Linked DNA regions of Zea mays: regions 1 and 2 are each linked to region 3. A link is a contact called in public Hi-C data. All regions are on one chromosome and are shown on one strand. Each heading gives the region's core, a stretch centred on a gene start, on an enhancer-like site or on the middle of the called end of the contact. The rest is flanking DNA. Distances are from core to core; before and after follow the strand shown. Region 1 holds the start of LOC100284371. Region 2 holds the start of LOC100279280. Region 3 has its middle 120 kb from the start of LOC109941549.

Evidence for each region. A called contact is a pair of places that touch in the nucleus more often than the background predicts.
Region 1: a Hi-C map of ear shows a contact between it and region 3, with 2.5 times the contacts expected there. The contact joins the promoter of LOC100284371 here to the enhancer-like site in region 3. A contact is called at or near these places in 2 of 25 Hi-C or Micro-C datasets (ear and tassel).
Region 2: a contact with region 3 is called in a Hi-C map of ear, with 2.0 times the contacts expected there. The contact joins the promoter of LOC100279280 here to the enhancer-like site in region 3. A contact is called at or near these places in 3 of 25 Hi-C or Micro-C datasets (ear, leaf and tassel).

The regions. Positions count from the first base shown.
Region 1 is chr8:65,923,621-65,927,312 of Zm-B73-REFERENCE-NAM-5.0, forward strand. LOC100284371 reads left to right here and starts at 1,711. Exons shown (of 4, transcript NM_001157266.1): 1 at 1,711-2,104; 2 at 2,704-3,092; 3 at 3,498-3,692. The coding sequence starts at 2,002.
Region 2 is chr8:65,328,207-65,332,246 of Zm-B73-REFERENCE-NAM-5.0, forward strand. It overlaps LOC100279280, which reads right to left and starts at 1,627. Exons shown (of 15, transcript NM_001152301.1): 1 at 1,476-1,627; 2 at 1,248-1,317; 3 at 947-1,044. The coding sequence starts at 1,565.
Region 3 is chr8:65,609,462-65,613,262 of Zm-B73-REFERENCE-NAM-5.0, forward strand. No RefSeq gene overlaps it. Among protein-coding and RNA genes, the nearest start is that of LOC109941549, 120 kb to the left of the region's middle. Within about 2 kb of position 1,285, at least 6 of the 20 cell types and tissues checked have an H3K27ac peak or open chromatin away from gene starts, as enhancers often do. A contact at or near this core is called in ear and tassel, where this site is marked.

The DNA.
Region 1 (3,692 bases), core at 461-2,960, 310 kb after region 3:
CTTAGCCCGAGTCCGAGCCTTGGGTCGGGCGGAGTGGAGTTCGCCGTCTTCCGGGACTTAGCCCGAGTCCGAGCCCTGGGTCGGGCGGAGCGGAGTTCGCCGTCTTCTGGGACTTAGCCCGAGTCCGAGCCCTGGGCCGGACGAAGCGGAGCTTCCTATGGTGCCTCCGGCTAGGCCTGACTGCATGTCAGCCTCACTCTGTCAAGTGGCACCGCAGTCGGAGCGGCGCAGGCGACGTTGTCTTTCTGTCAGACCGGTCAGTGGAGCGGCGAAGTGACGGCGGTCACTTCGGCTCTGTTGGCTGAGGGGCGCGCGTCAGGATAAAGGTGTCAGGCCACCTTTGCATTAAATGCTCCTGCGATTCGGTCGGTCGGTGCGGCGATTTAGTCAGGGTTGCTTCTTGGCGAAGACAGGGCCTCGGGCGAGCCGGAAATATGTTCGCCGCTGGAGGGGGGCCTCGGGCGAGACGGAGATCTTCCGGGTTCGGCTGCCCTTGTCCGAGGCTAGGCTCGGGCGAGACGCGATCGAGTCCCTCGAATGGACTGATCCCTAACTTAATCGCACCCATCAGGCCTTTGCAGCTTTATGCTGATGGGGGTTACCAGCTGAGAATTAGGAGTATTGAGGGTCCCTAATTATGGTCCCCGACAATACTATTTATAGAATAAAGTTTAAAATAGGTGATAAAATAGAGAATCTGTTAGATATGACTTTAATAGTACTCCATTCGTTCACAAATGTTTGTCGCTATGATATTCGTGTCACCCAAACTTTATTAAAATTGACTAGATTTATTGAATTTATTAGCAACATTTGTATTTTCGAATAATTTTACTAAAAATAGATTCAAGGACCTAATGATACTAATTATGTATCATAGATATTAATATTTTTATATAAATGTGGTTAAAGTTAAAAATAATTGATTAGTAGGGAAAAGGCAGCCGGAAAACGGGGACAATCAGATAGACAGCGCGGGTTTAGAGATGGCAATGGGTAAATACCCACCGGGTATTACTACCCCATACTCATACCCACGACAAAAAAATAACCCCACCGGGTCACCCATATACACTGGTGGGTATGGATTTACCCCCATACCCATACCCACGTGGGTATGGGTCACCCATCGGGTCACCCGTACCCACAAAAATTAAACATCTATCAAAATATTATATTATACAAATATCAAGTATATCCATCTAAATACCATTACAAAATTTCTAGCATCATTTAACCATCCATTCAACACACATTGGGTGAATTACATGTTCCATTACCTGGTCATTAAATTGTCGTTAAGCCTTCTATGACATAATGACCTAAAAGATTATTAAATAGTAAAAAAGATGGATGACTAAAGTCTAAGTTCATGCTTGAGCTAAGTTTATATTGGGTATTTTATACCCACGGGTTAACGGGTATGGGTGAAGGTGGAACGTTCTAATACCCGTTTACCCATTGGGTGAAGATTTTTGCCCAATAACAGACCCACGGGTAGAATATTTAGCCCACATACATACCCTAATGGAGTAAATACCCATCGGGTATCGGGTCGCGGGTACCCATTGCCATCTCTACGCGGGTTCCCTCTTCTTCCTGAGGATGTGCGTGTGTTTGTTGGAATTTTTCAGAGGAAGAAGGGAAAAGCCTAGGAAAGCCACCGCTCACCTTCTCCGGAGCACCCCCACCACCAAACACAGCTAACAGCTTGGTGGGATGGGGGGAAAAGGCTTCCCTTTGGCTTGCCTGTGAGTGGGATCTCTTCTTCCTCCCCCAGAGCCCCTGCCCTCTTCCGCCGACAGCGAGAAAGCACGCGGCGCACAGCAACACGTCCCTGCCGTTCCTTTTGACTCCGGGGATCCCTCTCCTCCTTGCCTGCCGAGGAACCCACTAGCTTCCTACTACTTCCCCTCCGTCCTCTCGATCCCTCTCCCCGTTCCCTTGACCACCCGAGCATCAAGTGGCGGGGAGGGAACGCGGCGGCGCGGGCGAGGACCGATGGAGAAGGGGAGCGCGCCGGCGATGGCCCTGGCGCTCGCCATGCTTCTCGCCTGCTCCAGCATCGCTGCCGTCACGGCGCAGGAGACCGAGCGGATCGAAGGTACGCGGCGGCGGCGCGACCCCTCTATGCTTGTGTTCCTTTCCATCTTGCTTCTGATCTAGATGAGCACGTTCTTGTCAGTTTGTAGGGATCGAGCTACTCGTATTCTCTAGTGTTCTTTTTGCTCCTAGTACATACGTTTTCTCTAGTGAATTGGCAAAGCAAGAAGTTAGTATGACAGCTTGAGCTGTTTGGCCTCTGAACCCTGAATCCATATGCTACTGGGTTACAGATAACCAGAATGCAGGTTGATCCTTCGGTGTCCTTTTCATAGTTATTTGATCTGGTTAAAAACACCTTTTTTATCCGAACATCCTGCTCCTGCTGACATACACGCTTCAATTTTTTGTCGTTGACCAACTGATGCACTCTGTAGTGCCAAGTAACCCATCAAGCTTGACAAACAGGATCGTACTCAGTGGAGCATTCGATAGTACATGATGATAACCATCATTCATTCAGTTTAACATAGGCACACAATTCGTTTGAGACATGCAGATTGCTTAGCTAGCGGACCGTTGCTTCAGGGTTTTCTTAGCTAGGTATATTCTTTTCCCCACTTTTATGCTAGCCCTAATGCCGTGGCCAACAAAATGCAGGAAGCGCTGGTGATGTGTTAGAAGATAACCCTGTTGGGAGGCTCAAGGTCTTTGTCTATGATCTCCCCAGCAAATACAACAAGAAGCTGCTGAAGAAGGATCCTAGGTGCCTGAACCACATGTTTGCCGCCGAGATCTTCATGCACAGGTTCCTGTTGTCGAGTGCTGTCCGAACTTTTAATCCTGAGGAAGCAGATTGGTTCTACACGCCCGTATACACGACATGCGATCTCACCCCCAAGGGTCTTCCCTTGCCTTTCAAGTCTCCTCGAATGATGCGCAGCGCGATCCAGCTGATTGCTACGAATTGGCCTTACTGGAATAGATCAGAGGGCGCTGATCATTTCTTTGTCACGCCCCATGACTTTGGTGCTTGCTTTCATTATCAGGTACGATGCTAGTAGATTAAGTAGCGGTTACATGCATTTATGTATCCTTGAAGTAACGAAGATTAGATGTTTAGCATTTATCAATTATAGTTTAGTAGTGTGTAGCGTCGAAACAGCTGGATCATATCTGATTCTGGCAGTAATCATGGGGGCGATAGGGGTATCAAGATGATTGTATCAATATGAATCAACTACTCTTAACTTAATTTGTTTTCAGGCTCAATATGTTCTTTGCCCCTTCTAGAATAAACATGCCCCGGATTTTAGTTTACTTATAGATATGTCCATATTCATCATTCACTAACCACCTATAGGAAATAACCACTTACTCAGCTTCCAATTGACTACTCTTACTATCTGTTTCAATATCTGATTTTTCTGTAATAAACACTTCCACTGTATCAGGAAGAAAAAGCAATCGGACGGGGAATCCTTCCCTTGCTTCAGCGTGCTACGCTGGTTCAGACCTTCGGACAGAAGAACCATGTCTGCCTGAAGGATGGGTCCATCACCATCCCACCATACGCGCCTCCTCAGAAGATGCAGACTCACCTTATCCCTGCAGACACCCCTCGATCCATCTTCGTGTACTTCCGAGGT
Region 2 (4,040 bases), core at 377-2,876, 280 kb before region 3:
AAAACCCCATTTATTTAACATGATTCAGAAAACTATAAACAGCCAATCTACTAATCTAGCATACACTGAAACTCTATATTTCCAAACAAAACAACGCATTGCAACTTCTGCTATCCAGTTGTAAATCTTTGATAAAAACATATTACATTTGAAGTCACATATTTTCATCTCAAATCGTAAATAGTATTAACTTGCCTAGGGTATCAACCATAAGTAAGATTCTTTCTCTAGAACACGCAGGAGATCTGTGCATCTTTTAATTAGAGGTAAGAGAAAGAAAGAACATCCCATACAACACAACCCTCATATCTCACCGGAGAGTAAGCAGGGGACGCCTTATATAGCACTAGAAGAACCACAAACACCTGAAAGAAAAATCCGAAGAATGACCCTAGCCTGCACTAATCAGGTTAGTCCTAGCCCCTGACCTATGACAATTCCTGAAGCTTTCGACCTCCAAGCCAAGGCCCCAAATTCTCATCTCCTCCAATATAAAATACAGATAGCCATTGAGAGAGGGGGGAAGCGCCATAAAAGACACACTTGTTTCTGTGAATCCATAATGTTCAAGCACCTAAATGACAGCACTGTCAAATCCCTTCTTGCTAGCCTTATCAATCTTCTGGCTGGACGCAATTAACAAGCAGCATACTGTGTGTTGTAATGTCATTTGAATCAAGTCAATTGTTCACACTTACTCACCCAATGCTCTGCATTCTATTTGAATCAAGGCTTCGTTCATGCTTACAATCAACTCAAACAGATATTCCATATCCCATCAGGGAAATATATCATCCAGAGTATAACCCAAATCTCCTTAATACGATGCATGATTGTGTGCAGAATGTTCGCAAAGAGAATGTCCAATTAAAATTACATCCAAAAACAACTAAATCTCAAGACTAAGCACCAACAAGGAAAAATAGCATTCAGGCATAGAACTTACGATCCAGTTGCGGGTCTTGGCAAGACGGCGGGCAAGCGCGTGGATGCAGTAGGCGACATCTGCCCGAGGCCTGGTGATGGACGTCGCTGCAACAACCCCTGTGATACCACCACGCAACAATCAACCATCATTAAACACTGCACGAACCCAAAAGCACGCACGCCCTTCCCTCCCCCCTTCAGAGCCTCCCCTCGCCACTTATAGGCACGATCTAATTCCGCCCGCCCCCAATAGAAAAACACTAAATTAGGCCGAAGCCTAGATACGCGGAAACACGGGGTATAAGAACAAATCAACGCACTGCGCAGGTGTCGCTCCTTAGGCGGGCACTCCACGTGGTTAGTCGCCTTCACGATCGCCACATCCAGATCCTACAAAAGCGAGTAGACGCCAATCAAAACCAGCAGATCCGAGCATGCTCCCGCGCCGCAGCACACCACTGGAGACTAGGGTTTGAAGGAACTGCCCAAACATAGGTCGGAAAAAATCCGGGAAAATCGGGGGGAAAGATACCGGATCGAAGGCACACCTTGAAGTCGGAGTTGAGATTGGCGATGCTAACGGTGGTGGTGTCCTTGATGGCGCCGTAGGCCTTGCGCCAGCTCTGCATCGACGCCATTTCCTCGGCGGGCCGCTTCGTCCACCTCGCCGGCCGGTGTTCTCCTCTTTGGCTCTTTTTTCTAATGTATTTCTGGACAGACTGGACTTGTTCTGGTTCCGGGGGACGCGTTAGGGCTTGTTTGGGGTTTTTTCTATTTCATCCTCAGGGCGGTTTTGCTGGCGTGTAAAATTTCGCCGACGGGAGGAGATTAAAAAAATAAAAATGAACAAGGCGTGGCTGCCTTTTTGCCGTTTTGCGAAGTTGCCTTGCCTACGAGTACGAGAGCGGGTGCGGCTCGACCGCTCGACCGCTCGAGGGCGGTTTACGAGCGGAAGGTTCGAGGCTTGAGGAAGGCGACGCCCGACGCCTATTCGCATTAAAAAAAAACTCCTTTGAACTAACATAAAATGTTTTTCCCTTTATGGCATGGCATTCAACGCTGATGGCTGTTTGTTCCTGACTAAATTTTAGTTCATAACATCAAACATTCAAATAACAAATCAATCTGATTGGTAAGACAAAATATATTAGCTTATTATACATCCATTTTAAACATTTACTTTTTTTCTTCTTGCATGTTAAGCACATGGTCACCTATGGCTATCATTATTCTTTTCATGATAGACCAACTCGCTAAACATTCAGGTGTGGACTTAGATCTATCTTTTATTCACAACGCGTAGAACAAAGATCAGTTCTCTGATTGTCGTGATTATCAAAAACCATACGTGTACACGATAGTTTCAGTGTATGCTCCAAAGAAATACACGGACGAATCCAAAGAAGTGAAGTGTCTCATGTGGAAAAAAACGTATTCTATGGCCTCATGCCTCTGTGTCAGAACGGACAGATAAAATCTCGTCCCGATCTGTACCGTTTTCTATATTTGATTCGACCGTTTTTGTATATTAAAAAATATGAAAACGGGACAGAAACGGAAGAGAGTTTATTCCGTCCGTTTTTGCGGGATCCTGTTTTTATCCGGATTTTATCCGTATTTATTCTGTATTTGATAAATATGGGACGAGCCTAATATGCATAGTATATAAACTAAAGTCTCGTGTCTTTAGGTGACAAATTATAACACCAGTGGCCATTGTAATCATCGGCTCTTTTCAATGACAAATGGTTTAAAGTCTTAAACAATATCGGATGTAACTAAATGTACACCATTAGCAATCAAACAACAATAGAATGTTGCGTCTCTATATCTATTTGTTTTATGTTATTGTTCTTCTAATCAAATACTAGTCAAACATCAATATCATTTTTATTTTTTATTTATATTAAATTATAAGTTTTTGTTAGTATTTCTGTTTTTGTTCGTTTTCTCAATTTCGTTTATCTCGCTCACGTTTCCGTTTCCAACTATTCCGGATATGAAAACGGGAGAGAAGTTTTCCGTCGGTTTTCATCCCTATGGGTGTCATCAGGCACTCCGATCGTACGAACAGACGCCTTCTCGCGTCGACCAATGAAACGGTGTTGGGATGTGGACCCCTTCTTCTACCATGTAACCAAAGCTGAAGAAAAAAAACAAATGGTTCCAGTGATGTCTCCTGCCCATGACCATGATTTATGATTAGCTGTTTGTCGTCCGTCGTCTGGAAATTCCGCGTCAGCCTTCCGTTGTGAACTTGTGATAATTGCGCGTCGCTGAATGAAGACAGGATGACCGGAGGGGAATCTAACACCAGCTTGACCACTGCCTATTACTGGTTTCGGTTTTACCCAATCATTGCTTGGATTTACTAGCTAGCACTAGGTTTCAAGCAGCCATCAATCTATCTATGGTTGTAATCGTGCTAAACTCTTTCTGGATGCGGTTCGGTGGTTGTCAGGGTGTTCATCAGCATTGTGTGAAGAGAGATAAGACACAAGTGATGATGGTCTAGTGAGAACCCAGTGCCTACTCGGTTTTGGATACGAACTGAACTGTGTCATGGACTGTTTCCCCCGAGGAACAAGGAATGGTAGGCATCTTGTACTGTACAAGTGATGGCTTATCATGGAATCTTGTACTGTACACCACATGGAATGGCGGCATTTACTAAAATTCTTCTCCCAGTTAGTAGTTACTACCAGCTAGCCCAACTACTTATTAAGTACTCCAAATAGGCTGTACTGATCGGCCTGCCTTGGGTTTTCATCGCGGGCCTTAGGGCTCCTTTGGATGATCCAATCCCTGCACGGATCCCAGCCTAATCCGTGTGAGAAATAAGGCATGTGTCTTCTCTTCCCCACATATCTCGGGCTACTGTTTAGATGAGGCACTGGCAAAAATGTCCTGGGCCTTTTTATTCCTAATCCTGTCGATCCATTGGGAAGTAAAAAAACTAGTCCACGCTCGTGTTTCTCGTTCCATTCTCGTGGTGGCTCTCGGTCTCTCATCTCGTCTGTCACTCCCGGAGTCCAGCAGCACCTATGGCGGCTAGGGTTTGCGTCGGCAGCTAGATCCATTGCTGCTCATGCGCCGACGCTCCATCGCCTCCA
Region 3 (3,801 bases), core at 35-2,534:
GTACTTGTTTGCTATTGGAGCAATCTTCTTGCGCCCTGACATCCGAGATCTGCGTAGTATCGGCGTGCAGAGGAAGCTTCTCGTATAAGGGATGATGAGCACAGTGCATCGTGCGGCACGGGCGCACTGTTTGATAATGGACTGGACGGGTGCGCCGTCTATAGGATGGCCCTGGCGCCGCCTGCCAGCGGAGTGGACATGACGCATTAAATGCTGAGTGGGCACATCGCCTGTCAGCAAGGTGGGCACGCGGCGCGTCCTCTCCGCAATAAATGCAGAGGCCACGCGGCTTTAGAGGCCTTACGTCAGGCTCCGCCTGCTGGCTTATGTCACGGGCTACAAGCCACACGGCAGCAGCGGGTCTCCGCTTGAGCGGCAAGCGCACCGGATAAGGCCTAAACACGTGTCAGCACCGGACCCTTGCTTATGCCAGAGTCTCCCCTGTCTCGGGACCTCGTTGTGGCCCGGACCTTACTCGGAGGGATCTGGGGCCCATCCAAGGGGCCCGACATGCTTTCTTGGGGTCCCGGGCCGTAATCGGGGGTCCGGTTTGTGCGTACAGGAGTCCGGTGTTCCTTCGTGGAGGTCCGGTCCAAATGATACATCCTGGGATGCATCATCTTTTCTCGCCACGTGGCAGGGTCGGGTGCTGTTCACCGTGCGGCTAGGGGATGTCGTACGAGCACAACGTTTTTATACTGTAGTAGGGGTACTCCTGATTCAGGGTACCGACAGGATGGTAAAATTATGTCATTTTATATTTTTTAATCGTTTAGTCAATCGTTGCGAACTCTCATCTAATCGCTCCCTTCATTGGGTGTGTGGTACCAAGATATATTGGATGCAGGAAACAATAACATCGGTTAGTCAAATAAAAAAATATTATACTGAGAGCGGAGACAGTAAATAAAAAATCTTGAGATATTTTTAGTAAATAGTTTATGTCGGTATTGGTCTGAGCCGTCACAACGCATAGTTAACCGACTACTTTTATTTTATATGACGGAAAGAGACGAAGTAAAAGACCCCGAAGGTTACAAATGGGAACATGAACACTGGCTGGAGTACGCCGTGGGAACAGCAAATCCCCGTTCCCTTGGGAAACCAATTTCCCACTGTCTCCGCGTCTCTCTCCCTCTGAACCGCGCAACTACCGCTCACTCTCTCTCCCGAATACCATGCATGCATGACCGCTAATCTCAAGAACCCGTGCAATTATAGTCCTCGGAAGTCGGAAGGACGAAGGTACAGGAGTCGCGTCCGGCGGTCCGGCCCGGCCCATAAAAATCTGCAACCATTCGATGTTAGACCCGATGTTAGACGCCGAGACCGCGGCCTGAACAAACTCGCGACTGTGTAGGATGTCAGACAAGTCTGGCTACTCGCTGGTGCCCGGCGATGGCGGTCGCTCGTCGGGGCTGATCAGGCGGAGGAGCGTCGAGGAGGGCGACGGCTTCCTCGACCTGTCGCTCGGCTCCTTTTACAACATGCCGTCGTCTCTGGCCGACGGCGGTGGCTTCTCGGCGGTGGCGCGCGCGTTGTTACCCGCGGCGCCGCTGGACGCGTCAGCCGTGCCGTCTGTCGTTGCCGCCTCCACCGCGGCACCTGCTGGTAGCGCTCCGGCATTCGCGCTGGGCCTTGATTCCTCGGCTGTGCCCGGCGACGGCAGTGGTCACGGCCATTTCCTCGCTCTTGCTTCCAATGCCCTGGCGGCGGCGAACCAGGGTCAGGTAGTGCCTGCGCCGGCGCTGTCTGTGTTGCCGCCGCTGTTTGCCAGCCCCGTGCCCACCCCCGCCCCTGTCTCAGTGCATGGCAACGCCAATGCTTCTGCCACGGTTCCGGCGGCCAGTGGCAGTGGCAGTGGCGCGACGCGGGCTCCTCGATCAGGAGGATCTGTGGCGGCGTTGTCGGTCGGCGCTTCTTCCCCTTCGTCTGCACCACCGCCTCAAAACAAAAGTGCTCCACGTGCACAGCGTGGCAATATCACCGGCCGTCGCCGCCGCCGCGACGGTGCTGGTGATGATGCGGATGCCGACGCTGCACCGACCAACGGTGGCGAGAGCGCGCCGCTGTTCCCGTGGGCGACCGGGACTGCGTGCGCGCACCCTACGCTCGCCGAGCTCTTCGAACGAGGCATCACCTCCGTCGAGGGCGAGGTCCGCTGCAAGCGCTGCGACGCCGGCAAGACCGTGTCCTACGAGATCAGGGTCAAGTTCAAGGAGCTGTGCAGATTCATCGTCGGCAACGCGGAGGGCATGCATAACCGGGCGCCGCCGGAGTGGATGAACCCGGCGCTACCGGACTGCGACAACTGCGGGCAGAAGAACAGCCTGCGTCCTGTTATCGCGGATGACGAACGGAGGATAAACTGGATTTTTCTGTTGCTCGGCCAGATGCTGGGGCTCTGCACCCTAGCGCAGCTGAAGCATTTCTGTGCGCGCACCAGGCAGCACCGCACTGGCGCCAAGGACAGGGTCCTCTACTTGACCTACATGGAGCTCTGCAACCAACTGTGTCCTGGTGTCGAAGTCGACATGGCGTCTGAGAGGAAGAACAGGACACGCCCATTTGCCTAAGAGGAAGAACAGGACTCGTCTGTTTGCCTAAGTTTTAGTTCATGTCCATCCAGCTTCTCGCATCTGTATCGTCTTTTCTATTTTTTTACTCCCTCCTGTCCAAATTAGTATGTGTTTTAGGGTTTAATTGTTATGTCTATATTTCAATAGATGATAATGAATCTAAACATATGTACAAAACATATATATCAATTACTTACTATCCATTATCCTAAATCGAATTTTAGTTTAGAATGGGAAGTTGTATTTTAGTTGCATGGTTTCCTTCTTCCATAAAAAACGCAAAGTTCACATCCGGTCTCATATATAGTATGGCATTGTTTGCAATTGGACCCCAGTGTTTGATCATTCGTTAATTACCCTAAAAAGAAATAGTGCAAAAATTAGCTAGTTTAATCCATGCTTAAAGACCTTTTTGTTAATAATAATAAAACATGTCACAAAAATTAAGAGATGATATATCTTTAAGAGCATCTCCAACAACGTGACCTATAAAAATGCCTTATAATTTAAAAATAAGTAAATTTTATAGAATTTAGGACACCAACAAAACACCCCGCTCCAACAGTAAAACCCCAAATCTAGATTATAGGGCAGCCCACTACGGTGTAGTATATTTGAGGCATTTGTGAGAGTGCCCTATAGTTTTTTGACAAAATTTGTTGAATTGAGACACTGTTGGAGTGGTTTTTACTGTGTAGAGCCCTATATTTTGATTTGAGGCATTAGTTTGAGGCATTGTTGGAGATGCTCTTATAGATTTAGTTTAGGGCGCGGCGTGTTACTATTTGAGTTAGAAAGGGTATTAATATTCTAGCATTACTAGAACTAGTATCAATGCTATCTCCAACAACTTACTCATCCTCCTCTCTTATTTTAATTTTTACTATATATAAATAATATATTGTATAGTACACAACAGTGTTGTATATACATCATCTCCTGGCCATAGCCTAAATGACATCGATTTTAAGTGCTGGGGTTCTAGAGAAAGTTTTAATAGTCTGGCCCTAGGAGAAGTATTAGTACATCTGGTTGTTTGATCAATATTTTTACTAGCAACAGTTACGAATCCTGCTTTCAGTTCCGTCAAGGTTTGAAATTTATGGATAGGCCGTCCATTTAAATCATGCCTAAAAAAATGCTGCTGCTGTTATTTATTTATTTATTCACATAAAGAGGACGTCTATCACCGTCTCATGCAAATGAGATGCGTACACAGCAT